Regions from separate parts of the Sus scrofa genome. Here region 1 is linked to region 2. A link is a contact called in public HiChIP or PLAC-seq data. All regions are on one chromosome and are shown on one strand. Each heading gives the region's core, a stretch centred on a gene start, on an enhancer-like site or on the middle of the called end of the contact. The rest is flanking DNA. Distances are from core to core; before and after follow the strand shown.

Evidence for each region. HiChIP or PLAC-seq counts read pairs in DNA pulled down with a chosen protein or histone mark.
Region 1: an H3K27ac HiChIP or PLAC-seq map of alveolar macrophages shows a contact between it and region 2. The contact joins the promoter of CTNNB1 here to the enhancer-like site in region 2. A contact is called at or near these places in 5 of 47 Hi-C or Micro-C datasets (embryonic fibroblasts, fetal heart ventricle, fibroblasts and 2 more) and 2 of 2 datasets of contacts at active chromatin or transcription factors (alveolar macrophages and skeletal muscle).

The regions. Positions count from the first base shown.
Region 1 is chr13:25,161,436-25,166,834 of Sscrofa11.1, forward strand. It overlaps CTNNB1 (catenin beta 1), which reads left to right and starts at 2,860. Exons shown (of 16, transcript NM_214367.1): 1 at 2,860-3,007. LOC106505576 (basic proline-rich protein-like) reads right to left here. Exons shown (of 4, transcript XM_021069211.1): 2 at 3,032-3,452; 3 at 538-639; 4 at 1-441. The coding sequence ends at 412.
Region 2 is chr13:25,116,539-25,122,316 of Sscrofa11.1, forward strand. No RefSeq gene overlaps it. Among named protein-coding and RNA genes, the nearest start is that of CTNNB1, 45 kb to the right of the region's middle. Within about 2 kb of position 1,878, at least 15 of the 83 cell types and tissues checked have an H3K27ac peak or open chromatin away from gene starts, as enhancers often do. A contact at or near this core is called in alveolar macrophages, where this site is marked.

The DNA.
Region 1 (5,399 bases), core at 1,610-4,109, 46 kb after region 2:
TATGTTCATTTAAGAGTCCTAATCAAAAGGAACCAGTCATCTATTTCTCTCTTTAAAGGAAGCTCATTGTCTTAGTGCTCAATAAATGTTTAATTAGTGGATTTGATAGAATTAACTGTCCCAAAAGTGAACAGGCCATCTTTGCAACGTGGGCTTGATTCATATTTCTGTGGGAAGTGAAGAAACAATCTGGGCATTTATTTCTTTGGCTAAAAAGTGGTTCAAAAGCATATGTTTTAGTGAAGGGATGCAGTACCTTCAGGTTCCATGGAGCAACTGCATGATGTGCCAATGGTCTGATATCATGACAAGTAATGCTTTCACTGTTAAGCCAGCTGGAGACACTTTTGGTTTCTAGGAACACAGCCTGAAATTTAGAACCATTTGTCTTCTGCAGTTTCACAAAATGGATTAATATATGTCAAACCCAAATGGCTGGATCTAGAAGGTAAAAAAAGATAACCAAGTGTTTTTTCATGAAATGTATTGGCCAAAGTCAATTCTTAAAAATCATTTTCACAAAATCACTTATTTTACCAACTCATCAGGAATGCTTGTATTTCTTGTTGGTTTACTATCTGTCTTCATTGCAGCGAAGCTATTCATTTCATATTTTTGGTGAGGCAATTGGAGCAAATTCTGGTTTTGGGGAGAAGCAAATAAAAATTCTGAGCAATCTGTTAAATTTAACTAATTTGTCTTAATTTAACTAGTCACCCAGTAATTCTTTAGTATATTTCAAATTTGAAGGGAAAAATAGCTTGCTGCACTATTGCAAATTTTTCATTTCCTTTATGAACATGTTTGCTTAAAGTATGACTAGAGACTTTAAATATTAATTATAAATTTAGATTGAGATATCTAAATTGAAAAAATGCTTCAATTATTTTGGCATCCAATAGAGAAATGTAAATATAGAAGAGTTTTTATCCTTTAGATGTTCTAATAGTACAAATATTTCTTAACCAGTTTTAACGGTGTGTCTTATTCAGCAAAACAAAAACAAAACTGAACATAGAAAAAGGAAACATCTATAAAAATTAATATTTATTAGTCATCTGATTTTAAATATATGACTTTAATCAAATCAAATATATATTCTTTAACTCTATATGAACATTAATATTGGGGATCAGTACCGGAAAAATGCCGTTTACACTTTTGAGTTCATATTCAAAACACTGCTTTGATGAAGTATCTTTTTCTGTTCAGTCTGTTCAAATTATGACCATTCGGTTTAACCATCCGCTACAGTTAATTCTACAGAATTACTAGCAAAGACACAAATGAGAAAGTCATTCTAGACAATGGATCTCACGGAACATCATCTTAGTGTGCAGACTTTTTCCACTGCAGGGGCCCATGCTATGGTGATAGATAACAGTTTAACATTACCTCGGTGTGTAGTAAAATATCTTTAAGATGGGGGAAAATTGAATTACTTCAGGAACATGTTGGCCCTGTTTAGCATTAGCTATGCCTAAAAACTATATAGCCTACTCCATGAGTGAATGAGTAAATAGGTTTCCTGTCTGTACCTATGCATAAAGACCTATTGTTTGCATGCATTAATTACAGGGATAAAAGCCTGAAGATAACTTTCACTGTTGCTTTTTGTATGCTCTTCATTGTTTTGAAGGAAAAATAAGCATACAATAGACTAGACAAAGTGAATGGATCATAATTTTTTCATCTTTGACAAATGCCAATCTTGCTGGATTACAATGGAGACATTTCGAAGGGAAACGAAGACCCAGCTTCAGCCTATTAGGACGAATTAGAAAATGTTTTTAAGAATAGAAAATTCGTTTTTAAAAATTAGAAGCTGCCTGATAGCTCCTTCCATAAACAACAACTTGGATTTCTCAACTAAGTAATATCTATACATGAACTTCCTCCGAGGAAAAATCCTCCCCCAACAAATTTATTGATACTTAGTAAAGTGGAACCAGATAAAATTGAAATCTGTAAGAATTAACCTAGTTGACAGGGCTCTAGAGCTAGTCCATTTCTATCAGTCATTTGTTCACAGTAGGGACTAAGGACTTGTTGAATTGCGGGCTAGGCGCCCGTTCTAACACGAGTTCAGTCTTTGGGATTGGGTTAACAGGAGGCTCGGCCCGGTACTTCACTTCCAGATTCAAGCCGGTAGGGATGCGGAATCTACGATTCAGACCGTGGAGGTAATGTGCGGCTCGGCTAGGAGCCAAGTCCTGCAGAGAGCTTGGGGCCCAGACCGCAAAGACGGCGAAAGCACGATCGCGCCGGGGTCCCTCGACTTGCATAGGGGCAGCAGCAGCGCCCGGCAGCGCCGGGAGCGGGCGGGCCCCGACCTCAGCACTGCGGTTGGCCCGGTCCCGAACTTCCGCCCTCCTGGGACCTGTGCCGCTCGGCCTCGTAGGGCCGGGGTCCGGGTGCCGCCTCCCACGGGCAGCAAGCGGCCAGTCCAGCGTCCGCTCTCTTGGCACTGGACGAGTGAGAGCCGGGGGGCTTCGGGATCCCGATAGTGGAGAATTTCGGGGTCGCCCTCCCCCAGCCCATCCCGGCCCGCGGGTGCCCTGGCCGCCCCATCTCGGCCGACAGCGCCTTGGCGGATCTGTCCTGCGGTCCCGCGCGGCCCGGCAGCCGCCGGCCTCTAACCCCCGGGAGCGCCCGAAGAGCTCGCAAGCGCCCCGCCCCAGCCCGAGGCGGGCGGCTCGGCGGAGCGGGGACTACTTTCCGCCGCCCGCCCGCGCCCCGCCCCTTGTCCTCGCGCGGCGGAACGCTCCGCGCTGCGCCGCTGGCGGCAGGATACAGCGGATTCTGCGCGACTTATAAGAGCTCCTTGTGCGGCGCCATTTTAAGCCTCTCGGTCTGTGGCAGCCGCGTTAACCCGGCTCCGGGAGCTGAGAGCGAGGGGAGGCGGAGACGGAGGAAGGTCCGAGGAGCAGCTCCGGTCTCCGCCGAGCCGCCACCGCAGGCCGAGGACGGTCGGACTCCCGCGGCGGGAGGAGCCTGTTCCCCTGAGGTGCTTGGGTGCTCCTTTCCTTACCCTTCCGGGGCTGCTCCCGCTCCTCTTCGGAGCCAAACTTCGTCGCGGGCGCGCGGTCCCGGCGGCGGCTGGAAGCCGGGCCCGGTGCAGCCCGGAGGGCCGGGGTGGGGAGCTGGGGGCTGACTGGGGGCGCCGGGGAGGCGGCGGGGGCGGGCCCGGCCCGAGGGGCGGAGGGCGGCGGCCGGGCCCGGGTTCCGGTCGCGCGGCTCTTTGGGGGCCCCGGGTTTGCCGCTTGCGGGGAGGGGGCGCCGCGAGGGCGCGTTCGGGAGCTCCGTTGTCTGGCGGGGGATAGTAGGGGGGTCTGTGGTTTCCGTCCCGGGCTCCGGCCGCGGCCGAGTTTGGGGGAGGGACCCTGCGCCTCTGGATGCGCCGGGGCCGGGGTGGGGGGCGGGGTGGGGACGGGGGACTCCGCCTTCCGGGCCTTCAAGGGGAGTTGGGGTACAGGCGCTGGGCCTGGGACCCGAGGTCCCATCTGCCATGAGGAGAGGACCAGTAGACTTTCTCTTCAGAGTCCCTCTTTCGTGCTTAAGGACGAATTAAGAGAATCGTTAGTATTATTTTAATGCTCTGCTGGTGTGTTTGGTTTTGGCTCCTGTTTAAATCGGAGCAACTTTAAACCGTAGAGGATCCAAACTATTATTGCAGACGGAGCGATGCTCCAGGAGGAGTTGCACAAATAAAATCCATATCTAGCACCTTTATTTTCTTGTACGGTGCAGGTGAGTGAAAGCAGTGTGCAAGGAAGGTCCTGGGAAAAATAAGGGCGAGGGCGACTGGCTTACTGTCTCTTACCAAGTGACCCGCCGGACTCAGCCTCTGACTGCTTCGAGAATTTTGTTCGTGGAAATTCTTTATTTAGATAATTTCATGCCAGCTAAACTTGATTTTGAGAGCACTTTCCAGCGAGATGAATTTTTCCCTCGCTACGAAATTGCCCGAAGGAAATTCAAGCGTTGCAACTTCGTTCCGTGTTTTGTCTGGGGCGAGGACTTGGAATGCAGTTTCGAAGTTCAGTTCTCAAAGCCCGCTACTGGATCCGCTAAACTTGAAAGCTTTGGCAGTTGGGTGTAGTTGATTCCTTCGTTTTCAGTTCCCTGTTGGAGGGAGCATTGTCTCCTACTTTGTATCTTCCAGACATCTGTGGTCTCCCCTCCCCCCCGAGTTTGTGAGTGGTGAATGAGGAGACTGGCCTGCTGGTATGCAGAGGTCCGCAAAAGGAAATCGAGGAGTGGTTTTAGTGAAACGAGAGCTTTGTGTCGTGAATAGTGGTGGCTTAGACTAGACAGCAACTTGAAGCGACGGCTAGCCTTTGATAAAGTCTGGACTGATGTTTTTCAGATCGCTGAGTTATAAAGTATTTTGTCTGGAACTTAGGAAGCCATTTCGTTATTGTCCCTTGGTGTGCATTCAGTACCTTCAGCTATCTTCACCTTAACTTGTCTTCAGAAATGTTGGACATAGCTTGAAATATTATTTACCATAATGCTACTGTTTAGTATCTGCTTAAATCAGTGACAAAAACATACTTTGGAGGGTTTTTTGTGGGTTTTTTTTTTTTTTTTTTTTTTTTTGTCTGAACTAAGGCGATGGCTGCATTTATTTTACTTTTACATTTAAACCCACAAAATCTCTGGGTTAAAAAAAAAAGTGCCATTAACGTTTGAGAATATCCTTGCACAAAATTTGATTAATTTGCACCCAATATTCATTACTTTGACCTAGTCTTTGTTCTAAAGGCCATGTACAAGGCCCTAAAGTGATTGCAACAGTAACTCGAAAAACTTGCAGAAGACTCTTCTATAGGATTAAAGGAATGCTGAGACTATTCAAGTCTAAGGTCCTTGAGGGGGAAATAAAAAAACTAAACTAGAAAGTTTAGTATAGCATGTAGCTTAGAGCCCTTGTGGAGTTCTAGGCTTAGATTTTTCCATAGGCTAGAATAATCATTTAAGATAGCTTTCAGGAAAAACCAATTTTTAAAAATAAAGTGGCAAAAAAAAGGACAAAAAAGAAACATTTAGCAGTGTTCAAGTGTCAATAGGTATTCAAGAGTTTTCTTTTGAAACGTTATCCGACTACTTCCTCTACCAAGATAATTATGTAGAAAAGTATGGATCCCAGTATTAAAACATAAGCTGAATTGAACTTCCTACTGTTGCCAGTGATGACTGGAATAAAAATTATCCATGTAAGTGAAGTAGTGTATTTTTGTTTTCATAGATACTTCCCTCCTCCACCCCCCCCCATAGGAAGGAAAACATGAATTAGGCATATTTCTCTAAGGGTATTTTGAGATTTGGTCTTTCAGGAAAACTATCTGCAAATACTGTTTTTTTTTATTGGGAGGGGTGAAAAGAGGAGCAGAAGT
Region 2 (5,778 bases), core at 628-3,127:
AAGGACTCTACCTACTGCTCTATTTCACCTTCCAGAATTGGAGAAGGAGTCTGCAGAATGTTACTTAAAAAAAAAAAAAAAAAAAAAAAGAATTAGCTCCTGGAAAGAAGTCACTGCTCTCACACTCGGAAAAGAAAATGCATATTATCTCCCCCACGTGCAGAGCTACCTTGAACGCCTAAGGGACATCCCCCAGAGAGATCCGAAGCGACGCTGGACCCCAGAGATGGGAGTCACTGCTAATTTGGTTCCCTGGGTCACATAGAAATGGAAGGAGGTGGTGTAGGGAGAGGGAGCCTGGCGCTTTCTCTCTGTTCACAGGGCTGCGGTACACTTTACATTTCCCAAAGGCCATAATTATTTCCTGGAGAAGAAATTCAAATGACCCAGATAGTTAATTCAGTGAGATTGGCCCAAAAAGTATTTACCTAAAAGGCAGTTTTGTAGAAAAGAACATCACAACATAGTCAGGGTTTGCTCTCATCGCCTCAAAAATGCAGGTGCCAGATCCAAGGCTGAAGCCTAATGTCATTAGGGAGGGAGGAGGTTTGGGAGTTTGAGAGGCAGAGAGGGAGAAGGGAGAGAAAGGGTAAGGGAAGGAAAGGGGAGGTTCTCATGGCCTGGGAGGGGCTGTCCGTGAACCCCATAGATCCTAGGACCTCCCTCTGCATGGAACAAAGTGGAAACACAGGAGAAGCTTCTCTTTGGCAACTTCTGCCTCCTTTCCCACGTCCATCTTTGACCTCCTAGGACCCTCTTTCCTGCCTCCAAGGCTCCAGGTCCTCCAAAGCCCTATGACTGAGCCTCAATCCCACAGTGATCTCCTTCTCCTTCCCTAATAAAAATACTCTTTCTATTAGTATAGAGAGCTCAGCTCTGAGCCAAGAGGGAACTTGCTAGTGGCATGAATTCACCCAACAGCTACTGTGTGCCCAGCATCATGCTCAGGGCCCCTGGATGAGGAAAGCTAGACGTGAGCTAAGTTGTTAGTGGTCAAATAAAAAAAAAAATGGGACCAAAAGTGCTCTACAAAAACATTATGCTATTGGTGTAAGGGGTCCTGTTTGATGCCTGAGGCTGGATAAGCCTCCACAGCAAAACGGAAATAGTAATTCCTCTCATGCAAGGTATTTGCAAGGGCTAATTCACAAATGCAAGGATGTTTTCGTCCTTAGTTTGAAGGGATACATTTTAGGTAGGGCTGAAAATGTGGGGCAAAAAGACCAATGCGAGTAAGGAAGGGAGGCCAGAGACCATGGGGGCCCATCTGAGCACTTAGCGCAGTTAGTGCTGCTAGAGGACAGTCTGTGGGCTCAACCAGAATCCTTCTACAGCCTTCTCAGGGTTCTGAGGCTAAGACCAGTGTCTCCGCATTTGGTCTGCGCCTTCCCACACATTGGAGCATAACTAGCACAGCTCGGGGGTCAACAGGACCCCCGGGTCCCGTGTGTCAGTCTGGTCTTCCCAGTCAGAACATAAGCTCCTTGTCTCACACAGGGCATCTCTGTCTGCCCACAGACCTGGGCACAGAGCTGGTACAGAGCAGCCCCTCAATAAATATTTGCAGATTGTCTGCCGGGAATGGGGCCTGACTTAGGCCAACCGCGTCATAGACCTGCCACCTCTCAGCCTGAGGCTACCTCTCAGATCTTGATTCCACAGCTGGAATGGGACTTCTATCCACTGTGGATGAAAGAAGCTTCTCCTTGGTCTCTGAGGGGAGGAAGAGCCAAGACAGGTGTCTTCAGGGCCACATGGAGGCATGGCGAAGGGTCAGGTGACAGCTGACTTTTCTCTCTGGCAGGGGCATTGTCACCTGGGCTGTTTGCAGCAGGGCCTACAGGAGAAAGAGCGGAAGGGAGGGCAGGAAATCCCAGCAAAGCCCCACACACTGCAGTGACGTGGTGCCCGGGCCACGCCCGGCCACCCGGCGGCTCCAGTGGGGAAATAACTTCCTTTTGTGGTCTGACCTTGGCTGGCGGCCAGGGCTTCCACCAGAGCCTTGTGACGTGCACTTTGAAATGCATTGGGGGTGCGGAATGGCATGTCTAACCCATGTTTGATGCCCGGCAGCGTTTACATCTCTTTCCCACGCCCACGGATGCAGACAGGCCGTGGGTGGGAGCCGCGGTGTCCAGCCATCCTCATGCCTGACCGTGTGGCCCAACACACTTCCTTTGACCTTCAGCCTGACCTCTGTCAGGGTATGGCTCCCTTAGAGGGGGACGAGAGAAGGCAAAGGGAGTTATACCTGATCATTAGCTGCTGGACATGCGTTAGGTCGTCTTTAATCCTCGCAATGATTAGGTAAAGTGTTATGGCCCCCATTTTACAGATGGGAAAACTGAGACTCAGAGAGATTAAATCTTTGGCTCAGAGTAACACAGCCAGAACATGGTAGAGCAGGGACGCAACCCCAGCCTATCTCTAGTCTAGCAATGACTCTGCCCAGACACCTTGCCCCTTTCTTAGGAGGCTCATTCTTCCCAGAATCTTTTTCCATAAGGATAGAGGCAGTGGCAGCCCCTCTCCATATTGCTACTGCCTGCACCTGCCTGGCAGATGACCCTTGGTAACCAGAGTTTAAGAACCAAGATAAGCCAGGTCTGCCCACTCCAAGCTCAGGGTTTATTTCAAGGGCATTTGACTAAATCTGGATTGCTAACTCTCAAAGCATGTCTGTCAAAATGCAGAAATTACTGTGCTTATTCTTATCCCACTATTTTCTTGTTTTGCTGCTGTTTATTGATTAAAGCAGCTCCTGCCACATAGTCATAGAGACACACTTTGACTCCAGCACATTCTGTGAGTGGTCTCCAGGCAACCCAGACAAGAATGATGTGCAAGAAGTTCCCTTTGTGGCTCAGCAGGTTAAGAACCTGACTAGTATCTATGAGGGTTTGATTCCTGGCCTCACTCAGTGGGTTAAAGATCTGGCATTACCATGAGCTGTGGTGTAGGTCACAGACAGGGCTTGGATCCCACGTTGCTGTGGCTGTAGTGTAGGCTGGCAGCTGCAGCTCCAATTCGACTCCTAGCCTGAGAACTTCCATATGCTGCACGTCCAGCCCTAAAAAGAAAAAAAGAAAAAAAAGAGAGATGTGTCATGCTTTACATGGTGGTGATGGAACCCAGCATGGTCACAGGCACTGGGAGGAAACCACTGTAACCACACAGTCCCTGGGGTCAGTGTGGGGTCCCCCAGAGGCTTAGAATTGGAGGGAACATGGTTCATTGTGAGGCCACCCCAGAAACCTGCAGGCAAGTAGTAGGGGAAGTGGGACAAGGAAGGATAGACGATTCGGGGGGTGTTGGTGGGCAGGTCACCTCTGTGGGCACCTGGGGTGTTCTGGGAAACTGTGTTGACATGACTCAGAGTTGTGCCATCCAAAGGACAAGGAAGACGGAACATTTATCCACAGGAATTGGCTTAGTTCTGCTCCAAGGCCAAACACACTTGTGGTCAGAGTCCTCAGGCAGAGAGAGACACGCATGCCTTTGAGCAGAAACTGCAGCAGGTGTGGGAATGGTCAGCGCTGAGGGGATGTGACAGGGGCCCCCACAGTGGTGCTGTGCTGGACGCCAGGAGTTCAGGACAGACTTCTTGCCTTCTTTCCCCTCCTCCCTCTCATGGGTCTAGATTTCGAAGATGCTCCAGCAAGACTCTTGGCCACCTGGTCTCTCAGCACACACACCTTCTCAGGCATTTCAGGCCAGGAAAGGAGGAATCAGGTCACTTCCCAATTTGGGGGAAGCTGAAAGGATATAGATGAGGTACTTGGAGTTGTCATCAATCAAACAGCAACCTTCCAGAGAGGAAAGACTGCTGACCCAGAGATCCTTCAGCACACTGGGCACAGAAGCTAAGGCATCGCTTGACTTCTTGCCAAGCTGGTGGTCTGCAGTGATGGGAGGATTCACGTGTTCTTCCTGGGAGATGCCCATTAGAAGCAAAGATGATTTTCAAATAAACTCCTCTGCAAACACGGTGAGGGGCTAGAGAATAGGAAGAACAGATCATTGCAACCTGGGGGCGGGTCCTGTGTCTCATTCCATCTCATTATCCAGCAGTGAACCCATTGCTGATCCTCCTCCTTCCCTCTGTCTATCTGGCTTGTCTCCGCTTTTCCCCGCGGGCTTCTGTTCCCACTTATGTTGTCTGTGTGTCTGCGTCTCTGTTTCTCTCTCTCTTCCTGCCACTGGGTGTCTAAGATGCTCACCATGATCTCCAATCTCAGCCCTCTCTCTTCCTTCTCCCTCCACCTCTCCCGTCTGTCTCCTTGGGCTCCTTCCTCAGCCTTCTTTGGAGAACTATCTACTCCCCTGGGAAGGCTTAGAGTCTCAGTGCTGGGAGCTGCATAAGTAGCCAGCAGGAGGGCATGGGGCATACGTATCCAGGTGGCACGCTGCCTGTGTAGGCATCAGACCTGAGTCTGACAGCTCATCCATTGTCCAAGGCTGCTCCCAGCGTCAGGCACCGGCAGCCTTCCCTCCACCCGCCTCCTTTAAGCCATGATCAACATTTCAAAAGCGAACGCACAGACCTACAGTTGGTTCCTATAATTCACCCAGGGGTTGCGCCTGCCTGCCGCTGGGAGACAAGCCGCATTCTTCTCTCTGAGTGAGCTATTTTTAAGACCGCTCCCCCCACCTCTTTTCCAGTTCCCATTTCAGTCCAAACACTGAATGAGATTCTTTCTTCATTTTGTAGGCTCCCCGTCTCTGTTATTATATAAAACCATTTCAGCCCTTAAGGAGTTGGCATCTGACATCCACAGCTTCTGAATCCCCAGAACAGAGAAGGGAAGGAATAAACAGAGAGGAGGGAAAGAAATGTTCTGTTTCCGCTCCAGCAACATGAATCGTCAGAGAGTTAAATAGCAACAAAGTATTTGGTGTTAATCTTTAATATTCCCAGGAACTTGTCACCTCCTCCTTCAATCCCTGAGCTGCTGTTCTCCAAGTGATTCTGGCGCCTCTCACAAGATATCACACCTTCTATTATGCTCTAAAAAAAGTACCCACCAGAGGGGAGTTTGGAGTGATTAGACTGCCAAAAAAAGGGGAGGGGGAGGTGCTCATTGATATTTACCAGGAAATGACTGAAAAGGAGGAGCCACGGGTTCCTTTGCCATCAGTCTCGCCAATTTTAAACAGACCTTTCCTGAGCTCATCCTCAGATGCAATCTCTCCCCTCCTCAGTCTCCAGAGCCAGGGGGTGGAATTTGACAAATGTCTAGGGATGCAGGTGACATTTGGGGGGACAACAGGGAGTCTGCACAAGCTGTCAGTGACAGAGTCCTGAGTACACTGGTGGAACCAAATCCAAGGGTAAGATGAGCTTTGGATAACTACGTAAACGGGGACCTGACCAAGTCCTACAGCGCGTTGACATTTAATGAGGGATGGAGTAAGAGAACCCCCCCTCCAAAGAGACTGAAAACTGTCAGAGGTGTAGCTGAGTGTGGTGTCGCAGAGGCTACACCACATCCCGGTGAGCAGTCCCCCACCAGGGAGGAACACGAGTTGGTGAATAAATGCCCCAACATCCTTCCCAGTAGATTGAGCCCCCCCTTCCCACGGGGGTGACCTGCTCATTAACGCTCCCTGGATCAGCTTCCTTCCCTCCCCTGTCCCACACCCCCACACCCCCCTAGCACTTCCCTGATCTGCTTTTGGAGGACCCTACACTTAAGACCGGGCCTCGATAAGCGCTCTGTGAGTGTTATTATGATGCTGTTTCTAGGACTCCACACTTTTTGCTCAGGGCAGGCTAAA